Linked DNA regions of Macaca mulatta: region 1 is linked to region 2. The links are chromatin contacts, called in public Hi-C maps. All regions are on one chromosome and are shown on one strand. Each heading gives the region's core, a stretch centred on a gene start, on an enhancer-like site or on the middle of the called end of the contact. The rest is flanking DNA. Distances are from core to core; before and after follow the strand shown.

Region 1 (6,477 bases), core at 2,089-4,588, 57 kb before region 2:
CGTCTGAGAAAGAAAGAGGGAAAGAGAGAAAGAGAGGGAGAGCAGGAGAGAGAGAAAGAGAAAGAGAGGGAGGGAGGGGGAGAGAGGAAGGGAGGAAAGGGAAGGGAAGGAAGGAGGAAATTGCACATGTAAATAGAAAAATGTAAATTGCACATATAAATAGTAATTGTTCATACCACACTATTTTCCCATCTCAACATCATTTTCATCTCCTTTTTAGCAGTCAGTACTACTATAAATGCAACGCATTTGCAGTGCTTCATAACCACTGTCATGATGTCCCCTTTACGCAGCTACACATAGTGGGCCAATTCTACCACTACTGTTTTATGGTCAAAGAAGCAAGAGTATAACAAAGGATGAGTGACTGCAAGGAGCACCCACCCCAGCAGCTGTTAAGATTAGAACCCATGACTCCCAATCACATCCTATTGAAATTTAGGAGATTCCAAAATACTGTCTTAGTGTCAGAAAGGAGTGACAGTGCCTGAAAACAATCTTACCATCCACTAAAGAACAAGCCTTGCTTGATCCCACCTGAATCTTCTCATTCCAAAGCCATTCCGTAAATTTCTTCATCTCTTTGAGTAAAAGAAATTTCCTTTCGCAAAATAGATTGGAACTAAACAAGTGACTTCTGCATCCAGATTTTCATGGTTCTCTGTTCCATACAGATAGTGTGAGGATGGGTTACTGGAGTAGTAACAGATCTCATTTTCCCTTGTAGAATATGGGGATGGCCCAAACTCAAGAGATTGTTAGGGACTCTTGTTGAAAATCAATTACAACAAAAGATGGTATGGAAACACGAATATAGTCTGAATATGCTGTCTTTTCAATGTCTTCTGTTCTACAAGGGAAAATGAGACCTGTTACTTGTCCAGGAACCCATGGATGATCTTATCTGTCTGAAACAAACAGAAAACTTTGGAAATCGGGACATGAAAGTCACCTGCTTAATTCTAACTTGTTTCATGCCAGGAAATTTCCTTTATTTCCATTTTTCATCATGTAATGTAAATACTAAAGTAATTTACAGTCACGACCTAGTGTTTGGCTCCTATTCCCAAAATGATTTTAAAAATAGTAATCAGCATCTATGAAAAGCTTCAGAGGGTACTAATATGATAAGCACTGTTGGCAAACGTTTTCTCTAGTTATATCCTGAAGTGTGGTAGGAAAAAAAATCCAAGGAAGTATATTTCTTCCATGAGCATTTCCTGGTAATTCTAGTCAAAGATGATGTTTCATGGCAGCCTCCGTGAAAGCAAACAGAAGAGCACAATTTTAAAAACACATCAAAGTGGAGTTCTGCTAGAATCAGGTTGGGAGTCAAGTCTTCTCTCTAGCTCTCCTGTGTGGCACCTCCAGCCATGTCCCTACCCAATCCAGACCTGGGCAGAAACCTGGTGAATATTCCATTCATGTGGTCTACATCTAATACTTTATGGGCAAAGGCCATTCTCGTAGGCCAATCAGCAGCATGCTAAGGAACCCCTGGAACTGAGTCAGATGGTCTTCCTTGCCTGTAGCAGTCCTTTGGTTCACGAGATAGAAAAGAAATAACTTAAATATGGACAATTTTTGCATTACTGAGCAATTTTTCAGGGTCTGCAAAGGGCTGTCCATGGCCTAGTCTCCTGCCTTTCTGACAACCTTCCTATGAACCTTTTCCCATTGAGAAATGGAGCTGAGGAGACAGAGTTGAAACTCAAACCAAGCCAGAGCTCACCTAAGAGGGGCCATTTCACTCCTTTTCAGCCACCAGCCCTTTACATTCCTTCTCCCTGGTGACCTCATCAGAACCTTCTCATGAGAGGTCAGCTATGATGCAAGACCTTATAGAGGCCAGATGGCATTGAAATAACACCTGCAGCACCCTTACATGTGAATAGTTGCCCATACTGAGAGACTAAAACCCTTAGGACTCCTGGGACCTGAATGAGGCAATGGTCTGAAGTGCGCTTGGGCTGGAAGCAAGAGGTAAGTGGTGAAGGTCAGTATCCGGGCAGCAGGTTATTTGACCCTTTACTAATAAGGGTTAGGTGCCTACCCATGGCAAGTGCAGTTCTAGACAGGGAGAGGCCCCTACCCACCCAGAGCTGACGATCTAGGGCTTGCTTACATTCTAGGCTTCAGCGGGAAAGCAAGAACACCCAACCCCCTGCTTTTGATTCTATGTTAGTAGCTCAGCGCGCCTGTGCAAGCGCGTGCTGCAGCCAGGGTAGGGGCTCAGAAACTGGTTGACAAGATTAGCAGCGGGGTCCTAGGGGGTTGGGCTGGAAGGGCCCACAAGGCCATATTCCAGGCTGTTCGGCTGCGAGTGACCCCTGAGAGGTCGGGATCTCCGAGCTCGCCCGATGTCTCCATCCCAGCCAGGAGCTCGCGACGGGGAAGGAGGGCGGAAGCAGAGTGGGACAGATGTGGTTCGTTCTGGGGCTTCCTGTCCACGAAGATGGATAATTCCAGCCACCCGCCCTGCATTTTGGAATCCTGGCGGACCCCAAAAACAGCAGCAGAAGTCACCGCAGAGGATGCCACCCCGCAAGGCAGTCCGTCCAGAGGGAGGGTCTCACAGCTTCCGGCGCCGTCGAGCGCCCAAGACTTCTGTTGGCCGCCAGCTGTGCCCGCGATGCCCTGGGTCTGGAGAAGGAGACCCGAGGCGCCGGCAAGTCCCCCGCTGCCGGTGGCCCGGAGGGCAGGGGTGAGGACGGGGACGTGTACTGAACTTTGGGGGGTTTGCGGGGCTGGAGTTTTGTTTCAGAGATAGCCAGATCGAGATCAGAACCTTTTCCAGAGGAGCCCAGGTTTCCACCTGCGACTGGGTGACCCGGTCCGGAACTCATCCTTTCTGGGCCCTCAGCTTCCTCCGGGCGGGGCTCCTATGGGACAGCTAAGTTCCGCGCCTGCTGCGGGCGCTAGGTACTGGCGTGTCGACCCGCGCTGAGGTTGGCTTCTTGCTCCACAGCGCTATGCGCGCGGCAGCTCCGAAAGCTCCTGGTCTCTCTCAGCCAACTGCCTTCTGGGGCCGCTGCCTCCCTCCAGAGCCGTTCGGGTCCCGATACAGAGAGCCCCCCAGCGCCCGCCGGCAGCCACGGCCCTTCGCAATAACCAACTTCCCAGCCACCGGCGCGTCTCCCTAGCCGGCCCTCGGCCGCAGGCGACTGGACGGCGGCTACGGGGAGGCCCCAACGCCACCACGATTGGCTGCCGGCTCCGCCAGTCATGGGCTGATGACGCCCCGGGGCTGGCTCCGCCCCTCCCGCCGCGCGGCCCCGCCTCCCCTCCAGAGCCTGGTCCGCTCAGCCCGGCGTTCCGCCTCATTCGTTGAGCAGGTCCGTGAATTGTCAGCGCGCTCCGGGCGACTGTGTAGCCGCGGCGGCCGCCAGGCTTGCCGTACTCCCGCTGAGGTGCCCGCCAGAGCCAATGTGCCTGGTCCACTGGGCCGTGAGCAGCCACCGAGTGGGGGCAACTTGGCACTTAGAACCCGCAGCAGGGACGTCGGTTTGCGATCGGGACTCGGCGAGGAGGGTGAGTGGCCGCGCGCCGGGCTAGCGGCTCCTCTCGGCACGGTTCGGCGCCGGCGAGAGAGGACAGGACGCGTCCTGGCGCTCGGCGGTCCGTTCGTCCGAGCGTGACCGCTGTGGGGAGGTCAGGGCTGGGCGGGATTTACTCCGTGCCAATATCCCCACTCCCGAACTTCTTGTTGTCAAAAGCATCCCAACTCCGCCCGGGACCGGGCTCCCGTCCGCACCAACTTGGCATAATTGACATGGGTAGGTGGGGCCGGGATGCGTCCCCTGCCCCTCTACGGCGACTACACGGAGCGCTGGGGCGGCCTCCGCGCCCGCGGCGGGTGGACCGCGGTTCCTGAGAAATTACCCGCGCTGTGCCGCACGATAAGACCCAGCGTCGGCGTCTGGATCCCCAGGCTGAGCGAGCGCTCATCGGGCTCAAGTTGGGGTCTCAGCGCCAGAGAACTGGAGTACCAGCCGGGTTCTGTAGCGGGTGCTTCAGTGCTCTGCAGCTACTGAGAGGAATTGGGTGCACTGCTGGGCTTTGAACTTTCTAAAGTAATTGCTTTCTATTAGCACTTGAATCCATGCCCCTCCTGAGGTGCTCGGACCTCCACATCCACCCGCAAGGGGTGTCCGAAGGACTTCGTTAGGACCAGGCGGGAGCTGTTGTCGGTTCTGGTGCCCGGAGCCCTGGAGAATCCTAGAGGCTGCGAAAGGGATCGCCAGCCTGGTCGGTTGGTGTTTGAGCACCTGCGTGTTTAGGTAATGAAGTTGAGTCAGGAATTGACAGCAGAGAACTCAAGGTTAAACCTGACACTCCGTTTGTGACTCGGTCTGGGTTAGATTGTTTTTTCCGCCTTAATGGTAAGGGGGTAAAAGCAGCTTGTTTTTCTGAGGCCAACTACATGCATGTACTTTATATTATGTGTGGACTAAATAGAATTCACTACGATGTTTTCTTATAATTCATATTTGACATGAATGAGAGCTTTTGAAAATACTAGACAGAAACAGGTCCAGAATTTGGGGATATTTAGACCTTTGAAAATACATGAAAATGTTGATATATAGAGTTCTGTATGTGTATATGTAGATGTAGATGCGCATATACACACGTATATACGTGTACATGTGTGAGTGTGTGTATATATAAAATTAAAAGGTGAATGAGGTAAATATATGAAGGGGTAATTCAGCCTTGAACTTCCCTTGGGTCACAGAGATGGATCCTCTGAGCTGTGGGGTGTTAGTAAGTGTGTATGCGTAAGCATGTCTGCATCTGCCTGGTCTGTCTGGGTCAGAGTATGTCCATGAACTTTACGAGCGTTCAGTTCAATACCACTCGGTGCAGATTACGCGTTCCTGTTTTACAGCCCAGCAGCCGCCAGCCGGCCCATCTGTTAAAACATAACATGTACACTTCAGTCTGACCACTGGGGTGGAGCCCGGGTAGGGGGCAACTCTTAGCAGAAACAACATGCTACAAACAAAGGCTGCCTCTCAAGTTCATTTTCATTCAATATTTGGCCTGAACTTGCAGTTAGGTGAGGGAGAAGGAAATGTTTGTCTCTAGAAATGGCAAACTGCATTTTGTGAAATAATTATAGCCACGGCTTGGGGAGGGGGAGCTTGGAGAAAAAAAAAATCCCTCTAGAAATGTGGTGCTTGTCACATCACCATGCAACACTGGTTTACAGCCTCGCAGTATGGCATGTATATCAGAAACCGTTTGCTTTTGCTTGTTAAAAGAATGCATTAAAACTGAATCATTTTGCACTAAAAAAAACCCAAAAAAACAAAAAAAACCACCTTAATAGAAGTAAACAGAGCTTTATCACAGAAGCTATAGTTAAGACTGCCTTGGTAATTCTAATGAAACATGCTTTTAGGAATTTATAACCTGGACATATATTCACAGTCAGTCTAATCACTAGTTGCAATGGTTCACAATTTATAGTTTTAAAATAATAAAAAGGCTTTATCACAAAAATTCTGATGACTAAAAGGGTATGGGAGGAGTATAATAGCTTAATAAATTCTTGCAGCCAAGTGACTGATACTTTAAAAAACAATAAATTCCTTTAATAGCATAATTACTTTGGTGGCAAAATAAAGGCAGTATTCTTGAGAAGCATAGTTCATATTTTTCCCAATAATCTTATGCTCATAATTACATTTTAATAATGGTGTTCATTAAATATGGGCAGAATAAGCTGGAATGGTTTTTAAGAACTCATCACAAGAAGTATTGTTTTCAATTTTATGGTATATAAGCATTTTGGGGAAAACATACAAAACACTAATCTGTGAATGTCTTTAAATTTCTAATGGACTATATAGACATAATAATTTTCCCGCCTTGATATGAATCATCCAAATTAACTAGGCTGTTTCTTAGAAATTCAGTTCTTGGACTGGACCTCAGTCCCGGGGTTTCAATTTAGGAGTCTGCGGTGAAACTTAGGAATCTGCATTTTCACAGGCACCGCCAAGTGATGTTAATGCCAGGGATCCCTTCACTGTACTTTGAGAAACACTGGAATGGTGTTAATGACATAAAAGAAAAATTATAGTCTGTGAGTTGATTTAACAAATAATTGTTCAGAAATGTCCAGGTGGCATTTACTGGCCATGTGAAATTTATAGGTAATGCATTAACTCTCTGTCTTCAACAATGGACCCCTTTTGTCTTATGTCTGAAAGTGTTTTGGAATCCTCAACTATCCCTATTCCAGGTTGGCCCTGATTCTAAGGAAGTCTGCCTGATTAAACAAGACCTGATGAATTTAAGACCCAACCCCAAACCCCAGTCTTAGTTCCTTCACCCCCCACTCTGAGTTCGGTGGAGTCCTGGGATGCTCTGGGGTGACTGCTAGTCCTAATTCACATGGTTGAGCATTTCCTCCTGCAAGGTAGAATCCTTATCTTCATGAGGCACCCTTTTTCTCTATAAAAGCTG
Region 2 (5,837 bases), core at 433-2,932:
GATTACCTGGAGAGCAACAGTGAAAAATATGGAGGAGGAGAGCAGAGGGCTCTTTTGGTCCAGTAACAGCATTCTGAAGTAGGACACACTGGGGAGGCTTCTCCCTCCTGCCGTGGTTTTCTCTAGGATTTTTTTCACCCTCACTTAGGTGTAGCCTTGACAGGAAAGGATGGGGGCCAGGAGCCTGGACCATCATTCCCAGCAATCTGACCCACTTGAGGGAGGGAAGGGTCCCCATCCATCTTTTCTTCATTCTGGGCACTCACTTTAAAAAATAGATTTTGCTTAATATTCTGCATAGAAAGTATTTATTCCTCTTACAGATGCTTCAGTCTCCAACTTATATTTATGCCTGAAAATAATGTTCTTTATGGCCATCACCTTAGGCAATTTGGATGGTGATGAACTACAAAAATATATATATGTTCTTACTAATACAGATAACTTACTGCTTTATCATTGCACAGAAGCAGGAATCCACATGTCTCTCCTAGCACTACTGAACTAGGTGGAGTCATTACAATGCATTTTAGGCAAAAGGAATGTGAGAGTTGAGGATCATTGCCCCCAAATGCTCTCTGCCACCTTCTGCACTTCTGCAATTGTCTGCTTTAACATCTAGCTGGGTGAGCTCAGATGTGGCCTGAATCAAGAGCAGTGTGACTTCAGAGCTGCCAGGTTTGCAGGCGCCTCCCCTACAGGTGGAAACTATACTTCTGGATTGCTCCACCTGGCGGGAGCCCCGGAGAAGTGGAATTTCATGCATTGTGCTTGGACCACCACAAGCTACAGGCTGCTACAGAATGTGTTTACTGGGTTACTGCGACCTAGCATGTAAACATGTGTACACAGGATAGTCACAACTCCCACGGCAGCCTAAAGGTACTATGCAGGTCACGTTGTGAAATGGCACCCAGAGTTATTTAGAAGGGCGTTTGGAATTCATAACGAGGTTGGTTTTGTTTTAAACCCTGCTGTTGCCCTGGTAGAAAACAATGAGTGTTGATTACATTTTATTCTACTTAACATCAGTGCTTCTCAAGGGAGATATTGGTGACATGGAATTAGGTCCTATATTCAGGCATATAGCAAAAATAACTGAAGAACCTGGGGAGAAGATATTAAAATTATAAGTGAAAGTGAAAATGAGACCAGGAACAAAGGCAAAGAGAAAGAATATCTTAAACTGATATATCATGTGATATAGAGACATGAGCACACACTTCTGTTGGGTACAGGGAGAAATGTGGTATATAAATTATGCCAAAATCAAGTTTTTCTCCATTGCTGGAGTATATTTTGGATGGGTGTCAAAACTCTCTCAAATATACGGGGCGGGGGGGGGGGGTTGGTGTTTTTTTTTTTTACATCCTGTTTCAACATCCAGGGTCTAGACATTGGACTTCCTTCAAACAAGAGACCAGTGAGAATAAATTTGAGCATGCAGTTGTTAAAACCTCTTTCTTCCTACACGTAGCTCTTGACAGCAGCTGCAGAAAATGAAACCTGCTGGGGATGGAAGTGGATGGAGGTAAGGCAGTCTCAGATGGGAGGAATATGCTGATGGAGGAATCTGACCCTCAATTAATGAATGGCATCAACACCTTTCGTGTTGAATGGCACACCCGAGGCCTGGGTGAGACAAGCAGGAAGAGAAGAGAAAGATCATATCTGGTTAAGTGACCTCATCTCACCTCCTCCCCCATAACAGCACATGACTGGCAACACAGAACTTCCTTTAATTTCATCACACTGCCTCGCCCAGAAACGAAGCACAGTAGTGATTATGAATGAACAGATACTTTGCCCCTACTTCTTGCCATTATCTCTTCCATAAACACATAGGGAAAGCTAACATGAATCTCACTTCCTGATTTTTAGTGGGTGATTTCAGGGTCTAGGGATTTTTTTGTTATTGTTGTTGTTCTTTAATTTTAAGCAGTCAAACACTCTGTTCCAAACAGAGTGCAAATCCCACTCGAACTTCTAACTTCGTATTATAAATGTTGGGCTCTGTGAAAGCAGCAAGAGTAATGGTGTAACTGGTGTGGACAATGACAGCTTTTGGTCTTGGAAAAGAAAAAAATGAAAAGATTTGTTCAGAATTGCACAACTGGGGAGTCTGGCAGTTTTTTCTCATATTTCTAGGTGATAGACAAATTGTTAGTTACCACATGTATAATTTATTAGTAATTGCTCTAATTTGCCTCCTAGGTTTCTAAGTTGCCAGTTCACTGAGATCAACTATTTTGTACCCATAAAATAAGAATCATATGGTAATTTAATGAAGTAGCTAGCCAGTTAGCATGATTTCTGTGCAAATGCGGTTATTACCCTTGCAATTTAGAAAAGGGGGAGAGGAATAACAGTGTCAAACTTCTTAGCAGCCTAGTGACTAATTATCACTCACTGGGATTAAAATGCTACACGCACATTTTCCTCTTGTGGACATATGGACACTAAGATAACTGGCTTTCCTTTGGGTTGTGTTGCAGTCTCTTTAAAACAAGATGCTTCCTTCCTCCTGGGATCAGTGTAAGAGCTGCTGAGTGAAGGAAGCTGGATCTCTCCCATGGGTAATCTGGGGGACAGAGGCCTGGAGCCTGCCAATGAAGTTAGAGCACAACTTAGAGTACAATAGACCTGCTGCAAGGATGTTGGGGATAGGGTCAGCATAGAACATTGTTTTTTTCTTCTTAAAGCAAGTGTTCTACTTCTCTCCAAACATAATTAGTTGACTTCAGGTATGGCTATAAGAACATAAATGCAAAAATGTCTTCTTATGGCCAGACTGTCAGATTTCTCTCTGTTCTTGAATTTTCTCAACCTACCAACAATAAATTGTCTGCTTATCTTCTAAACTCAGTAGCCAAATAAGCAGAGGCCTCATTCTGCCTCATGTGACATCAGCAAGACTGAACTCTTCTCTGCTTGCTGTGCTGTGTTCTTGCTGGTTTGTAAGAGGCAGGAACACAGCTTCCCATTTGTTTTTCAGGTTTAAGCTGTGGTTTTGGAAATGACAGGAAGTAGGAAAATAAAGCTTTTGGCTGGCTTTGAAGAAACTGGAAGTAGAGGTGACAGAATACATGTGGATTGCTCTGGACTTTTTTGGAAAATCACTCTTTTGCCCAGCGCAGTTGGCAACCATCCCGGGACTGATAAAATTCCTTTGTGCTTCATCAGAATTTAACTTTGGCTTAATCTGTCAAAGTCACAACCACATCTCTCAAGAGTACCATTTGGCCACAAGTCAAATACATGGTCACAAACACAGTAGATGTTCCTGAGTAGCATTCCTAACCCATAGCTGATGTCCACATTCATCAAGCAAGATCAAATACCAAAAAACAGAAAAAAAGTAATTTAATCGATGCTAATTTTATTGAAATCAAGACACTTTCCTAAGTGAACAAATTATGTTTAGAAAAAGCGCATAAGCCAGCTGGGCATGGTGGCTCACACCTGTAATCCCAGCACGTTGGGAGGCTGAGATGGGTGGATCACCTGAGGTCAGGAGTTCGAGACCAGCCTGGCTAACATGGCGAAACTCTGTCTCTACTAAAAATACAAAAGTTAGCCAGGTGTGGTGGCATGTACCTGTAATCCTAGCTATCTGGGAGGCTGAGGCAGGAGAATCATTTGAACCCAGGAGGCAGAGGATGCAGTGAGCTGATATCGTCCCACTGCACACCGCACCCAGGAGGCAGAGGATGCAGTGAACTGATATCACCCCACCGCACTTGCTCTGGGTGACAGAGCAACACTCTGTCTCAAAAATTAAAAAAAAAAAAAAGAAAAGAAAAAAGAAAAAGAATGTAAGCCTAACACCTGAAATGACACCACCAGTGGTTAGAAATTTTAATGAAATTGGGATACTTATAGCCTCTTGAATTTCTCAGTAGATTGTTATCATATTCATCCCCAAGGAGAGTCACCTAGCTTAATGTTTGCTTGGTCAATGTTTGGTAAGCACCAGGGCAAAATGGTCGGTCCCTGTATCTAAAGTAGTGCTACTCAAAGTGTGGTCTTGGGGCCAGCATCATCTGGAAGCCTATTAGAAATGCAAAGTAATGGCCCCACCTCAGCCTCCTGTAGCAGAATCTCTGCAGATGGGGCTCAGGAAGCTGGGTTTTTCTAAACTCTCCAGGTGATTCTAATGCTTGCTCAAGTTTGAGAACCACTGGCCTCAGCATCTCCAGAACAAACTATCAACCAGCAACTGATGCTTTGTGGTTGTGCCTGCAAATGAAAGAAGTGCAGCCATCCATGCCATCCTCCCTTGGTTGGAAACTAAGTCCCAGCTGCTGATTTTTGCTTCCTTTTCTCTACATTTCCAAATACCCGTGTTAGAACTATGGGGCTCTATACATAGAAAATGTCTTAAGATAACAGTCTGTGTTTTTAAACTTGGGACTGTAAGGGGCTCCTCCTAAACATGTTTGGAGTATCTTATTTTGCTGATACTAAAAGCTGACCATTTACCTAAATAGTAATATACACCTTTCCAGAATCAGCTCTCTGGACAACTCAACTGTCTGCTGCAAAAGAGCAAAAACCCCTATAGTAGACAAAGAAAAGTTCCAATCATCCAACATATATGTGTTGGGTAAAATTGTGCATCAAAGCTCATAGCTTTTTCTAAACTCTTGGAGGCTATCAAAATCTACTCACTCTTACTTTCTAAAATTAGTTGTACCTTAGAAGTACATGATAAGGTTTTTAAAAATGCAGATATATAAGAACTAAATGTAAGAGCTAAAACTATAAAACTCTTATAAAAAAATACGTGTAAATCTTCATGATCTTGGATTAGGCAATGGTTTCTTAGATATGCCACCAGAAGCACAAGCAATGAAAGAAAAAATAATTAAAATTTGAGACTTTGTGCTTTAAAGGACTATTTCAAGATAGAAAGCGAAAATACAGCCCACAGGATGAAAGGAAATATTTCCATATCACTTATCTGAAAAGAGTCTAGTATCCAGAACATATAAAGAATTCTTACAACTTAATAGTAAAAAAATAGGCCAGGCACGGTAGCTCACGCTGGTAATCCCAGCACTTTGGGAGGCCCTGGGTGGAGTTCAAGACTGGCCTGGCCAACGTGGCGAAACCCTGTATCTACTAAAAATGCAAAAATTAGCTGGGCGTGCTAGGGTACACCTGTAATCCCAGCTGCTCTGGAGATGGAGGTTGCAGTGAACCAAGAACCCACCACTGCACTCCAGCATGGGCAAAAGAGTGAGACTCTGTCTCAAAAATAATAATAACCCAATTAAAAACTGGACAAAAGATTTGAATGGGCATTTCTCCAAAGAAGGTATATATATGGCCAATAAGAACATGAAAAGATGCTCAACATCTTTAGTCATTAGGGAAATGCAAATAAACACAATGAGATGCTATTTCACACCCACTAAGATTGATAGAATCAAAAAGATAAACAATAACAAATATTGACAAGAATCTGGAAAAACCGGAACCCTTATACATTGCTGGGGGAAATGTAAAATGGTGTGGCCACTTTGGGAAATAGTTTGGCAGTTCCTCAAAAAGCTAAACAATAGTCACCATATGACCTAGCAATTCCACTGCTAGGTGCATACCCAATAGAATTGAAAATGTATGTGGAAACAACCCAACTGTCCAACTGATGAATGGATAAACAAAATGTGAAATGGTCAACCATGAAAAGGAACAAAGTACTGGTGCATTCTACAACATAGACGAACCTTGAAAACATTAAGCTAAGTGAAAGAAGCCAGACACCAAAAGCCACATATTGTATAATTCTGTTTACATGAAATATCTAAAGTAGGTAAAGCCAGAGAGATAAA

The links. Hi-C and Micro-C count contacts between places; a contact is called where the count stands out from the background.
Region 1: a contact with region 2 is called in a Hi-C map of blood, with 2.1 times the contacts expected there. The contact joins the promoter of MARCHF3 here to the enhancer-like site in region 2. A contact is called at or near these places in 4 of 14 Hi-C or Micro-C datasets (CD4 T cells, blood, cortical neurons and 1 more).

The regions. Positions count from the first base shown.
Region 1 is chr6:135,962,909-135,969,385 of T2T-MMU8v2.0, reverse strand. MARCHF3 (membrane associated ring-CH-type finger 3) reads left to right here and starts at 3,338. Exons shown (of 5, transcript NM_001266413.1): 1 at 3,338-3,531.
Region 2 is chr6:135,904,721-135,910,557 of T2T-MMU8v2.0, reverse strand. The region is part of intron 1 of MARCHF3 (membrane associated ring-CH-type finger 3); the gene reads left to right. Among named protein-coding and RNA genes, the nearest start is that of MARCHF3, 58 kb to the left of the region's middle. Within about 2 kb of position 1,682, at least 18 of the 40 cell types and tissues checked have an H3K27ac peak or open chromatin away from gene starts, as enhancers often do. A contact at or near this core is called in CD4 T cells and blood, where this site is marked.